2 separate regions of the Sus scrofa genome follow, and region 1 is linked to region 2. The links are chromatin contacts, called in public Hi-C maps. All regions are on one chromosome and are shown on one strand. The core of a region is the stretch at or near the end of the contact, and the rest is flanking DNA. Distances in the headings are between cores, read along the strand shown. Region 1 overlaps C10H9orf3 (aminopeptidase O). Region 2 overlaps FANCC (Fanconi anemia group C protein).

Region 1 (6,773 bases), core at 1,192-3,691, 190 kb after region 2:
GTGACTTATGTCAAGTCAATTTTGTATGGGGTATAGAGCAGAGAGTCTAACTTCATTTTTCTACCTGTGGATATCTAGTTATTCCATGACCATTTGTTGAAAAAAAATTTTTTTAATAATTTAAATTTCTCTCCTTGAATAGTCCTGGCACCCTTGTCAAAAACCAGCTGACCACAGACAAAAGAATTTGTTTCTAGACTCTCAATTTTATTCCACTGATCTATATGCCTGTCGTGATGCCAAACTATACTATCTTGATTAAAGTAGGTTTCTAGTAAGTATTGAAACTGAGAAGTGCGAGGATTCCACCTTTGTTCTTCTTCAATATTGTTTTGACTAATCTGGGACCCTTGAATTTCCATATGAATTTTAGGATCAGCTTGCCCATTTTTGCAAAAAAGGCAGCTAAAATTTTGACATAGGTCACTGTTGGGAGTATTAACAATCTTAAGACCTGAAATTCATGAATATAAGATGTCTTCCTCTTTCTTTCCTTCCTTCTCCCTTTCTTTTTTTCTCTCTCTCTTTCTCTCTTTCTTTCCTTCCTTCCCTCCCTCCTCCTCTTTTTTTTTTTTTTGGCTGCCCTTGCAGCATATGAAGCTCCCAGGCCAGGGATCGAATCCAAGCTGAAGCTGCAACCTACAGCACAGCTATGGCAACACTGGATCCTTAACCCACTGTACCACAGGGGGGACTCTTAGTTAGTTCTTTAATTTCTTTCAACAGTGTTTTGGAGTTTCCAATATGTGCTTTGTACTTCTTTTGTTAAATTTATTTGTAAATATTTTGTCATTTTGATATTATTATAAATGAATTTGTTTTTTAATTTCCTTTTCAGATTATTTATAGCTATTGTATAGAAACACACCTGTCTTTTGTATGTTGACCTTGTATCCTGCAACCTTACTGAACCTGTTGATCGCTATTAACAGTGTCTAGAGGAGGATTCCTTAGGACTTCCTATGTATAAGATTATGTCATCTGCATAAAGATGGTATCTTCTTTTCCAACCTTGATGTCTTTTATTTCATGCTCTTACCTAATTGCCGTGGCTAGCACCTCCAAACTCGAGCAGACATCCAATCCTTCTTTTCTATCCTTTTTCTCCTCAACCATTGACCTGAAAGGGGGAGGAGCCCCTATAAAACTGGATTTTAATATGCAGTAGGATATTCTCTGTCTTTGCAGCAGGTTCAGGCAATACTTATTCACTTTTTTGTCAGCCATTTTTGATCAAAACTATTGGCCAGAATACAAACTAAATGGAGGTGGCGGAGGCGGGGGGCATGGGAGAAACCTACAAAGAATTTACAGAACAGGGTGACTTTAGGATTACATGAGAAAGTACTCACTGGCTAGGAGTTTTTCTGAGTGGGACACTAACACTCATTAGCCACCAATATAACACGCATCATGCTAGGATTGGCTGAGTTCATAAGATATGCTCAGAGGACGAGCAAAACAGGTGTGAACTATTAGAGATTGGTTTATGTACATGCATTATTATTTTAGGAAAATATTTCATAGGTAAATAGTGTTCTCATGAATCAGTGCCACACAGGGCAGTAATACAGAAAAATGATATATATATCCTTCTAAAATTTATTTTCTGAAGAATTCACAAGAAAATGCTAGCTGTGATAATCTCAGGGTGAGGACTACAGGGGTGGGGATGGAATTTCATATTTTCTAAACTGAGTTTGCCTATTACATACTTGTAGTTACACACACACACACACACACCCTAGCCATGGTTAGCTAAGCAGGGATTATGAACTCCTTTATTTCTTCAAGTTTTTCTCCATTAAAAAAGAACTCTACTAAATGTTACTGCAAAAATGAAACACCATGCGGAGTGAGTATGTAATTCGGGGCCCCATCAAAGAGAATTCTGCTCCTCCCTTGGAAATACCTGAGGGATGAGCAACCAGGGAATGGTCTAGAAAAATGAAGGCGGGGTAATCTAAGTTCAACTCTCCAGGACATGTCTGTCATTGCTGCTGGGTAAAAGAAGTGAGCGCGGAGGTGTCCCTTCGACAGGAAACAGGAACTGAGTGGGCAGCTCAAGGGGGTGGAGCTGGCCTTTGAAACAGGAAAGGGCAGAGTCTGTTTCTGGCTGGCAGAGGGCCCTCAAGTTTTTCAGAAAATGCTGGCACAGGTACAGCATCCTCTAGTCACGAAAGGGTAGGGACAGGCTACACGGCTAGCTGCCTAGCCTGTGTGGTTCAAATTTATGACAAAACAAAACAAAAACCCCAACAGACACGGAGAATGGGGTGGAAGGGCCTCTGAGCCTGAGTGACAGAGGGTGGAGGGCAGACGTTTCAAGGCACAGGTTTAAAGACTTTAGGAAACTCACAGGCCCGTGCTGGTGGTCGGAGCTCAGGTCAGAACCCTTGAAAGCCATGGGGGCAAGAAGTTTTTGCTTCTCAGGGCTGAAGTCAGAATCTGCACTGCAGAGGCCAGGTACTGTACAGAGCGGAGCCAGAGGGGACACCCAGGGTGGCCCTATGTAGAGATTAAACCTGAAGTAGGTCCCGGGAGGGTAGGAGGATCCCATTAGTCTCAGAAGCATTGCCAAGTTCCTTCTTTCCTCAAGCTATTCCTTTGAGCATCTTTGTTTAATGTTCTTTTTTTTTGGGGGGGGGGGTTGTTTTTGCTTTTAATCCTATCCTTTTCACTTGTAACCAGGCATTCTTGCACTTGGAAAAAAAAAAAAAAAGTCCTCTCAACTTCTTAGCAAAATTAACATTTTCAACATTCCAACCAATTTTGAGTTTGTGAAGAGGAAAGGTAGGTGATTTCAGGCTCAGGCTGGTAAAGAGTCAGGGGCAGGATGCCTTGTGGTTGCCAGCAAAAGGGTAGCAGCAGTGAAAGAAGAGACTAGAATAAACTAGGAGGGAGAGTGAAGCTGGCTGTGGGGGCTGTGTCCTCGTGCCCTCTGTCCCTTGTTGGGCAAACATTTCTCAGGTGCCAGAGGGTCCAGCTGACATGCGCTGGGTATTTACTATAGGTTGAACCACAGGAAATTAACAATTGTCTGTCATTTTAGGATCCATCAACATGGCAATTTCCTGTGATTCAACCTACCACGTGTGTTCTAAATGGTGCACGTACTCATCACATGTATTCCTTACACTAACCTATAAAGTGGAAATGATTGTGGTATTATTAAATGCTTGTGTTATTATGTGTTATACAGCGAGGAACTAAAGCTCGGCTGCGGCTGTGTAACTCCCTCATGGTCACAGAGCAAGGAGTGGAGTCAGCACTGGACTCGAATCCGGGCAGTTGAACTTCCACGCTTACTGTTATACAGCCTATACTCCTTTCCTGAGTTGAGATCTGAAGACTGCCAAGCTCTGGAGAGAGTTCTGTCTGCATCCTCAGCTGATGTTTCTCTAAAGTGAGACAGGATCGGCCAGGTCTTGGCCGAGAAGGCATCAGGACTATGGCCTTTTGCTCTGTTCAGAGTCGGCACGAAGCTCACAAAGCCCACACAGTCAACCTGTTCCTCTGGTGGGACATCCTTACCTGCAATCAGGGATGGCTTCCCAGTATATTACTGGAAGCTACATTGACCTTTCGATCAGTTTGAATAACCCCAAATGAGCGGCTCATTCAGAGCCTTAGGCCAACCAAGAAGAGGATGCCAAGTTCTTCTAATCCCAGGCCTGGGTTTCTGAAAAAGCCATCTAATTCCATCTGGCCTCTAGACTCTGTCTCTCTGATCATGTGTTATCCCGAAGCCTGGGTCATCTTCCCAGAACTCCATTTTCATTATGTCAGTCTTAGAACTGAAAATAGCTTCCCACTGCCTGGACTCTCGAATTTGGCTCCATTACTTAGCCTGGTCCACCTTTAGTCTCATGGGTTCTTAATGGCTCTCCTCTTCAGGAAGCCCATTCTCACTTAATGGACACTTCCACAATCAATTTGCTGCGTATGCCTGCCAGGCCTTGCTCATTGAGTTTCCTTCTCTTTACCTCTTTATCAGCCTCACTGCTCTTCTTTCCTACCATCCCAGCTTAGCCTCACATCTTCCCAATGGCTCCTTCTAACTCAGCTTACTAATACTAAATTCTCAGCTCTTTGAATTCTGAGGACACAACCTATAATTTGTCTTGTGACCAATATTTTAACTCTCTGAATGATATAGAAGGAAACTCAGGGACAGAGCTCATGCTGTCTATGGCATTCATTTCTTCAATATTTATCAAGCACCCACTCAGTGCCAAGCATTGTGGCACACAGAGGCAGAGGAAGACATAGGCCCTAAGTTCAAAAGGGCGATGGTTTAGAAGAGAGATGTATTGGGTTGGACCATGTGAAATTGTTTGTTTTTATAGGCTAAAGATGGCTCAGTATTGGCACTTTAATATGGCTCATTCTAAATATAATTATCAAGTAATGCAGTAAGGTCAGAAGTGGAGATACAACCAGAGCATTTAGCAGGTAGAGAGGAGGGTCATTGGCTTATCATGTCATGCCTGAGACTTTTGGAAGGTAGTGATAGCTGTACTGCTGAGCAGAACAATCTGGAGTCAAGCAACAAGGGAAGGATATTATAAATAGAGACAACATGAAAAAAAGACAAGGAGATAAGAAAGAACCAGAGCCAGACAGTAGGTGTTATGGGCTGAATCACACCTCTCCAAAATGTTTGTGCTGAAGCCCTAACCCCCAGTGCCTCAGAATGTGACTGCATTTGGAGAGAAGGCCTTTAAAAAGTAAAGTTACATTGGCTGGTTAATGATGGCCATTCTGACCAGCGTCGGGTACCTCAGAAAACGAAATGTAGAACTACCATATGACCCAGCGATCCCACTCTTGGGCATATATCTAGACAAAACTTTCATTCAAAAAAGATACATGCACCCCTATGTTCATTACAGCAGTATTCACAACAGCCAAGACATGGAAACAACCTAAATGTCCATCGACAGATGAGTGGATTAAGGAGATGTGGTACATATACACAATGGAATACTACTCAGCCATAAAAAAGAGCAAAATAATGCCATTTGCAGCAACATGGATGGAACTAGAGACTCTCAGTATGAAGAGAAGTAAGTCGGAAAGAGAAAGACAAATTCCTTATGATATACTTAGATCTGGAATCCAATATACGGCACAAATGAAACCATCTACAGAACAGAAACGGACTCACAGACATGGACAACAGACCTGTGGTTGCCTTGGGGGAGGGGGAGGGAGTGGGATGGACTGGGAGTTCTGGGGTAACAAATGCAAACTGCCACATTTAGAATGGATAGACAATGAGGTCCTGCTGTATAGCACGGGGAACTATATCCGATCACTTGTGATGGAACATGATGAAGGATAATGTGGGAACAAGAATGTACATATGTATGACTAGGTCACTGGGCTGTATTGCAGAAATTGACAGAACATTGTAAATCAACTATAATTTTTAAAAAAATTTTTTAAAAAGAGGGAATTAAATTAAAAGGAGGCCACTAGGTTGGACCTTAACTCGGTCTGGTTGGTGTCCTAAGAAGAGATTAGGGCATATACAGAGACACAGGGAGTGCAGGCACACAGAGAAAAGCCAAAGTGAGGATGGACCCAGTTAGAAGGTGGCTGCTTGTGCGCCAAGGAGAACGGCCTCAGAAGAGACCAAACCTGCTGACACCTTGATCTTGGACTTCTAGCCTCTACGGCTGTAAGAAAATACATTTCTGTTGTTTAAGCCACATATCAGTCCTTGGAATTTTGTTACAGCAGCCCTGACAAACTAATACAGTAGGAGTCAATGAACTCTTTGAGGTGCCTAGAGGGTAAAGCAAAGAATGGCAAGGGAGGAGACTGGAGTGATGGCATGCGGGGCCTTGCCTACTGTATTCAGGAGCTTGAGATTTCTCTTGGAGTGGGGCGGGGAGCTTCTGGAACGCTATGAGCAAGGAGGTGGCAGAATTGCAAGGTTTCATAAGTAGAGCTCCTCAGTGGCAGTGAGGAAGATGGATTTCATGGGGCAAGACTAGAGGTAGAAAAAAACAATTTGGGGAGTTCTCATTGTGGCGCGGTGGAAATGAATCTGACTAGGAACCATGAGGTTGTGGGTTCGATCCCTGGCCTCGCTCAGTGGGTTAAGGATCTAGCATTGCTGTGGACTGTGGTGTAGATCACAGAAAGTAGCTCAGATCTGGTGTTGCTGTGGCTCTGGAGTAGGCTGGCAGCTGTGACATCTCTGATTAGTCCCCTAGCCTGGAAACTTCCATATGCTGTGGATGTGGCCCTTAAAAAAAGAAAGAAAGAAAGAGAGAGAGAGAGAAAGAGAGAAAGAAAGAAAGAGAAAAAGAAAGAAAAAAAAAACAATTCAGAGGCTGTTAGATCACTGCAAGCAAGCCATTAAGTTCTCAACAGAGAAAGAGTGCTATTGGGGTGGAAAAGGGTAACACTGAGAAACACTTAGAAGGTGAGTTCATGGTCAGGGCTTAAACCCTCCTGGGGGTGTAGGGGAGTGGAGGGGAGGGAGGAGTTGGATGAGTTTCCCACGTTGCTACCTTGAACGAGTGTGTGAACTTGTACCACCAGGGAGGGGTCCAGCGCTCCTGGAGGTGAGATGGTGGGAGCGGGAGAGGGCATTACCAGCATGAGATGTAGGGCAGCCAGGAAGAGATGGCAATGGACAGGTCAGCATTCACATCTCATCTTTTTTTTTTGTCTCATTTTTGGCCACCCCACAGCATATGGAGCTCCCAGGCCAGGGATCAGATGGAATACAGGTGCAACCTAAGCCACAACTTCGG
Region 2 (6,260 bases), core at 2,971-5,470:
GCTTTATCATGCTTTGAGCTTTGAGCTCTGGCCAAAAAGATATGGAATCTGGGTCAGGCCCTCTGAAGCCCCTCCCGGGCCCCTGAACATCAGCTTCTACAGATTTAAACCATCAAAACCTAACACAAAAATATTTGCGGAATAAAGTAAATTGCTTTCATCATTCAAAATGATGTTATCTTTATTCTTTTTCATTAACCTTCTTTTCATTTCTAAATAATTCAAGCTGCGAAATTCATGGTGTACTAAGATGTGATATTATTTAGTCTGGCAGATAGTGGTCACCACTTTTCTCAGTAGTAATTCTGAATTATTATGTTCATTTCCTAATAACCAGGAATGAAAAGATTGTAGGCCCGGATCTGACCTTGAGACACTTTTAATTCATGTGAAGAGATCAGACCCATGGGGCGCCTAGTGTAAAACTAGCCACATAGGCAGGCTCTGTGTCATTACAGCATGCTGGTGGAAGGTACTTTTTTAATTTTCCATGATACTTATTGACTGTATTTTCCTGCATCATATGGACTTATTGTCGACAACGTGGAACATACAGGAGTATAAAGAAGAAATAAAGGTTGCCTGTCATTCCCTTGCCCCAAGAGAATGCTGTTTGCATTTGTATGCAGGGCTTTGGCCATAAACGAGTGTTTCTTTTTTTCTAATCCAAGGGAATATACCCATTTTCTAGACACCAGTAGTTCTGGCCAACTCATTTGCCCAATAAGAGCAAGTCATTATTGATAAAATACTTCTGGTATTTTACTTTCTCACGGTCTTTTCCTTCACAGCCCGAAGCTGCCTGCCACCCTGCCGTATTCAGAGTTGTTGATGAAATGTTCAGGTAAATATTGTTTCTGCTACCAATTCAATGGTTCAGTTTCCAAATATGAATATAAAAACTGCTCTGGTACTCTCTGGCTATACCGTGGGAGAATTTGTCTCTGACTACTTATCCCTCTGAGCTTTTTGGTAAAACCCAAATGTCTGTGTGTGTGTGTGTGTGTTATTTGTCTTTTTAGGGCTGCACCAGCAGCACATGGAGGTTCCTAGGCTAGGGGATTGAATCGGAGCTGTAGCCGTCAGTCTACGCCACAGCCACAGCAATGCTGGATCCAGGCCATCTCTGTGTCCTTCACCCCAGCTCATGGCAACACCGGATCCCTAACCCACTGAGCGAGGCCAGGGATCGAACCCATGTCCTCATGGATACTGGTCAGGTTCGTTAACTGCTGAACCACGACAGGAACTTCCTTTCAGTGTATATTTAAATGCCAGTGGCGTTCTCTTGCGGTGCAATAGGTTAAGGACCTGGCGTTGTTACCACCGCAATTTTGGTCACTGCTGTGGTGCAGGTTCGATCCCTGGCCAGGGAACTTCCACATGCTGCAGACGTAGCCAAAAAAGAAAAAGAAAATTTTTTAAGCCAATGGCTAGAAATGAATATAAATATCTTTTTTTAACCTTTTAAAATTCTGATAATAATGGTAGAGAAACAGAATCAAGTTTGATTTTAAATCATTAAATACTCATGTAGGATTTTTCTCAATTCAAAATAAGGGTAGTAGTATTCTACCTTCACCACACGAGGGCTGACCGATCTTTTTAAAGGATTTTAGAGGGAAAGCAAACCATGAATAATAAATAATGCCATGCTTAGCAGAGCTCTTCTGAAAGGCAGAATAACCTATGCATATTATCTTACAACCCACTGATTTTCATTCTGCAGGACTCTTTGGGAAATGCATTGGACTTGCAATACAGAGAGACAAGGACGCCAGGTTGGGTTATGGCTGGCAGTAGTTGGGGGCTGGACCCCTCACAGGGGGCTTGTCTCTTGGGGAGGGTTTCTAGCCTCTTTCCTGGGCGCTGATGCAGCGAGGTATCTACCCTCTCTGTCCCATCCCCCTCGCACTCAGCAAATAGAGGCCCCGGGGCAGACAGCAGACACTGCAGAAAGGAATTTTTACAATAGCAAATAATCCAGCACTTGAGTTGATCTTGAAACATACCAACTTTAAGCGTAAATGAGCACAGAAATAAGTCCGAATGCTGTTTTTAGTTTAAAGCTAACAGAGTTTCCACTGATTTTGTTATTGTCGTTTAAACAAACATAAAAGTTAGTTGTATGAAAATGCGTAGAAGCCAAACCAGAAGCACAGAGGTTCTTCCACCACTTTGCTAGGTGGATTTGACTGAACCATTTTAACCCCTTGGGCACCTCCTTCTCCACTGGCAAAAGCAAAGGTCTGTGAATGCTGCATTTCCAGGCACACGGTGCACAAATATTTGTAAAGAGCATTCCAGGCCCGTGGGGGAGGGATATAAAGTGCTTTATAATTTAAAAGCCAAGAAAGGGAGCTCTGGACATTTTACTTTTCAAGACGGTCTTTAGAGAAGGGAGTGATAGATTTCCCCTGTTTTCATCCAAGGACTGAAGTCTAATGAGTTGACAAACTATGAAGCTTATGGCACAAAGAGAGTATTTCCATTTTTCCTTTTTACGTGTTTAGGTTCACATGTTTGCCAGATTAATCACTGAACGCGTTGTGATCTGGCTTTGCATTGCTCAGGTACGCGCTCCTGGAAACTGATGGAGCCCCAGAAGTACTAGCCGCTCTTCAAGTGTTTACACGATGCTTTGTAGAAGCTCTGGAGAAAGAAAACAAGCAGGTTTGTGATATTGTTATATTGCAGCTATTATTCATTCCCTCAAAGAAAAAGAGGCTGTTAAGAGTATTTGATTAATCACCAGAAAGGAGCACTTTATTTTCACTGATTTTGATAGACTGCTTTGTTCACAAAGAAGGCTTCCAAATGAATGCCCCCGCAAAGGTAAAACCATTTTAGTTGAAAATTAATCACGATGGCTTCTGTCTGTCTCGTGTCCTGGAACTCAGAAGCATCTCTCTACTGTTGTGCAGAGAACTCTGTTATGCCAGCATGGCCCACCCCAAAGGATGAACTTTCTGGGTCCTGTTTGTCCATCAGGACTCTGCCCGTCCTGGGCCAGAGAAAGGTTTTCTGGAGTCTGTGTGGTGTGTGCTAAGAAGGAGATGCCACTGATTACACAGCAGTAGTAGATATTCTTTTCTTTCTTTTTTTTTTTTGTCTTTTTGCCATTTCTTGGGCCGCTCTCGTGGCATATGGAGGTTCCCAGGCCAGGGGTCCAGTCGGAGCTGTAGCCACCAGCCTACACCAGAGCCACAGCAACACGGGATCTGAGCCGCATCTGCGACCTACACCACAGCTCACGGCAACGCTGGATGGTTAACCCACTGAGCAAAGGCAGGGATCAAACTCGCAACCTCATGGTTCCTAGTCGGATTCGTTAACCACTGCGCCACGAGGGGAACTCCAATAGATGTTCTTAATATGGGTTTCCGTTTACATCAGAGACCTAAATGTGAACTGGTTTCCAGGAGGGATGGGAGAGAGTGAGAGTGATGAGAAAAGATTTGAATAATCCTAGAGGAGGAGCTAGGAATGGCCATGACCAAGAGGTATGTGCTGGACCCAATCAGTGAGCAAGAAGCCGAGCTAAGACCTGCAGGAAAACTTGCATGGGGTGAGTGGGGGGGGGGGGTCTCCCTGCCAGCAGAGGCAGCTGACCAGTTAGAGGGACCTGTGAAAGGGGAACCTTTTCTACTGGAGAGCTTCTTTCGCCTTTGGGCATTTTAACAGGCCTGTGCTTCTGATGGCCACAGACTAAATGTCACTGTGGGGCTTTGTCTGCTCAAGTGCCCCAGTCCGCTGCAGTTTCCTGTGAGGAAAGCCATGGGCCCATGGGATGCTCTCTGTGGTGTGACTTAGGAGAACCGTGCTATGATGACTGGCCCTCCTGAAATCCCATACACCCCTACACCAAGAACCCTCTCGGGTTTTAGCAGATGTTTCTGTTTTTTGAGGCAATGATAAATATTTATGAAGTCTTTTTCCCATCTTCTCTTTCCCTAGGGAAGGGAGCTAAACTCTAGCAAACAGCATTATCAATGGTACCCAGCCTGGAATTCGGGAGGAGAGCTCAGCTGAAAGGCACTGCCTGGCCCTCACATTTATTTTGAGGCATGACTATAAATATCTTTTATCCTCCCTGAACATTCTTTGTATTCCCAGTTAGGAGCTGGCCTCTAGAAAACCTGTCCCTTTGACTCCTGGAACACTTAGGTTAGGGCAGAGGACACCAGTGCAAGGCGTATTGCTTTGTCCTGTTCGCTCGAGTCTGTTGTTCTCATCAGCTTTGCTCCTGGGACACAGTGTTGGCCTTGGCACTTTAGATCTGGGCTGGCTGAACTGGACATATAACCACTTTTAGTGTGGAATAGTACCTGCCCGAGCTACATGGGTCTGGTGCTGTGAGGGGCACAAACTGGGTCCCGGTGGAAGGCAGGATGGAGGGGGCAAAAGAAACAGGAAGTCACTGCCCTGTTGTGAGTCAGGGATACGAGAGCAGTAACCTCTTCACTTTGCAAAGGCCTTGCTGCACGTGTATGATGTTGTTTCTCTTCCTGGGGCCGTTCCTGATTGCCTGCCTTTCCAGCCCCTTTTTAAATTTTGATTTATTTATTTATTTGTTTATTATTTGCTTTTTAGGGCTGCATGCACAGCATATGGAAGTTCCCAGGCTAGGGGCCCAATTGGAGCTGCAGCTGCCAGCTTACACCACAGCTATAGCAATGCGAAATCTGATCTGAATCCCCTACCCACTGAACAAGGCCAGGGATCGAACCCACATCCTCATGGAGCCTAGTCAGATTCGTTTCCACTGCGCCACCACAAGAACTCCTTGAGTGCCCCTTTTTTAAATGATTCCTGATGCATGCCATCTTCTGTCCTATTTGTTCCCTACATGACCCTCGTTTCTCTGTGTGTTTTATTCATTCATCCACATATTCGTTCTTAATAAATGAGTATCATCAGGGTTCCCTGGTGGCTCAGCAGGTTAAGGATCCAGCCTTGTCACTGCTGTGGCGTGGGTTCGATCCCTGGCCCAGGAAATTTTGCAAGCCTCTGTCATGGCCAAAAGAGTCAAGGTAAAATAAAGAAATGAGTTATCTGCCAACCTGACATCCACCAAGACCTAGCCCAGCTGTAGTGACTTTGAGGTGCCATGTGCTCCTTTCTATACTGTCACCCTGACTTCTCCCCAGGTAACTGCTGTCTTGACTTGATGTTTATCATTCCTTTTCTTTTTCTGAATCACACATATATATGATTACTAAACCATGTTCTCTTTACTTGTCATTGCTTTTGCTCTTTCTAAAACCCTGCCACAGATAGGAGTGACACCGTATGCAGTCCTTTGAGCCTTGTCCTTGCCTGCGTGGTCTTAGGATTGCTCCAGGCTGTGCGTGGCCTTGGGGGGAGTGCTGTGTCCTGCTGGGCGGGGCAAGTACCACAGTGCAGCCATCTTCCTGGTGCTGGGCATTTGCATTGTTTCCAGATTTTGTTTTCTTTGATGCACAGCATCACTTTGAACATGCTGGGGAATATCCTTAAGAGTGGAAGTACTGGTTCTGAGGTGGGCAGAAGTTCAGCCTAGGCTCATACTGCCAAGTTGTTTTCACCCGTGGTTGTGCCAATTAACATTCCCCCCAGCAGTTGAGGAGAAATCCCATTAATCCACATTCTTTCCCATTGTCAGAAATGTTTATCTTCAGGGCTCCTCGTTCTCTTTTTATCCTTTCCTCTCACCCTTGTTTTATTTGGAGAGCACTGTGCAGTCCCATGAATGTGCCCAGTCGGACTAGTGGGCAAAAATTTAAGGTTGTCATGACAAGCTGCTTTTTCTGAGCTTGCATAATGGCTCCAATACAAACAGCAAATCAGTTCAGGTTCTGGTCCCAGAAGTGACAAGGTTTAATAATGTACTAGACTAAATCTCCCACAGATAAAATTATAAACTCTGAGAGGGAAATATTTTTTTACCACTATTTGAAGGTACTAGAGAACAACCCAAAAAGCAGATAAAAAGTAGGGGGGATTCAACCTTTGAAAAAGGAAACCGCATTGGGTATTCTTCTGACTTTTCCCTGAGGGCTCTTATGTGAGGGTGGGAGGGGGGTTGAGCGGGGTCAGGGGTTGGTCAGAACTCTAGACACAATCTGATTGACCTGAGGTGTCAAAAGGCAGAGCTGCGTGTGGGCTGTCAGAGGAACAAAAATAGATGGGACAAAAGAAATGAATATCCAAAGATAAACCCACATATACCTACAGTAATCACAAAACTAAGTGAAAAACTAGTAAGCCAATTTAAAATA

Evidence for each region. Hi-C and Micro-C count contacts between places; a contact is called where the count stands out from the background.
Region 1: a contact with region 2 is called in a Hi-C map of omental adipose tissue, with 1.8 times the contacts expected there. The contact joins two enhancer-like sites. A contact is called at or near these places in 1 of 47 Hi-C or Micro-C datasets (omental adipose tissue) and 1 of 2 datasets of contacts at active chromatin or transcription factors (skeletal muscle).

The regions. Positions count from the first base shown.
Region 1 is chr10:27,226,655-27,233,427 of Sscrofa11.1, forward strand. It overlaps C10H9orf3 (aminopeptidase O), which reads right to left. Exons shown (of 19, transcript XR_002336299.1): 8 at 1,040-1,120. Among named protein-coding and RNA genes, the nearest start is that of MIR23B, 150 kb to the left of the region's middle. Within about 2 kb of position 2,442, at least 36 of the 83 cell types and tissues checked have an H3K27ac peak or open chromatin away from gene starts, as enhancers often do. A contact at or near this core is called in omental adipose tissue, where this site is marked.
Region 2 is chr10:27,030,606-27,036,865 of Sscrofa11.1, forward strand. It overlaps FANCC (Fanconi anemia group C protein), which reads left to right. Exons shown (of 14, transcript XM_021064601.1): 9 at 792-844; 10 at 2,574-2,673. Among named protein-coding and RNA genes, the nearest start is that of MIR24-2, 46 kb to the right of the region's middle. Within about 2 kb of position 4,221, at least 5 of the 83 cell types and tissues checked have an H3K27ac peak or open chromatin away from gene starts, as enhancers often do. A contact at or near this core is called in omental adipose tissue, where this site is marked.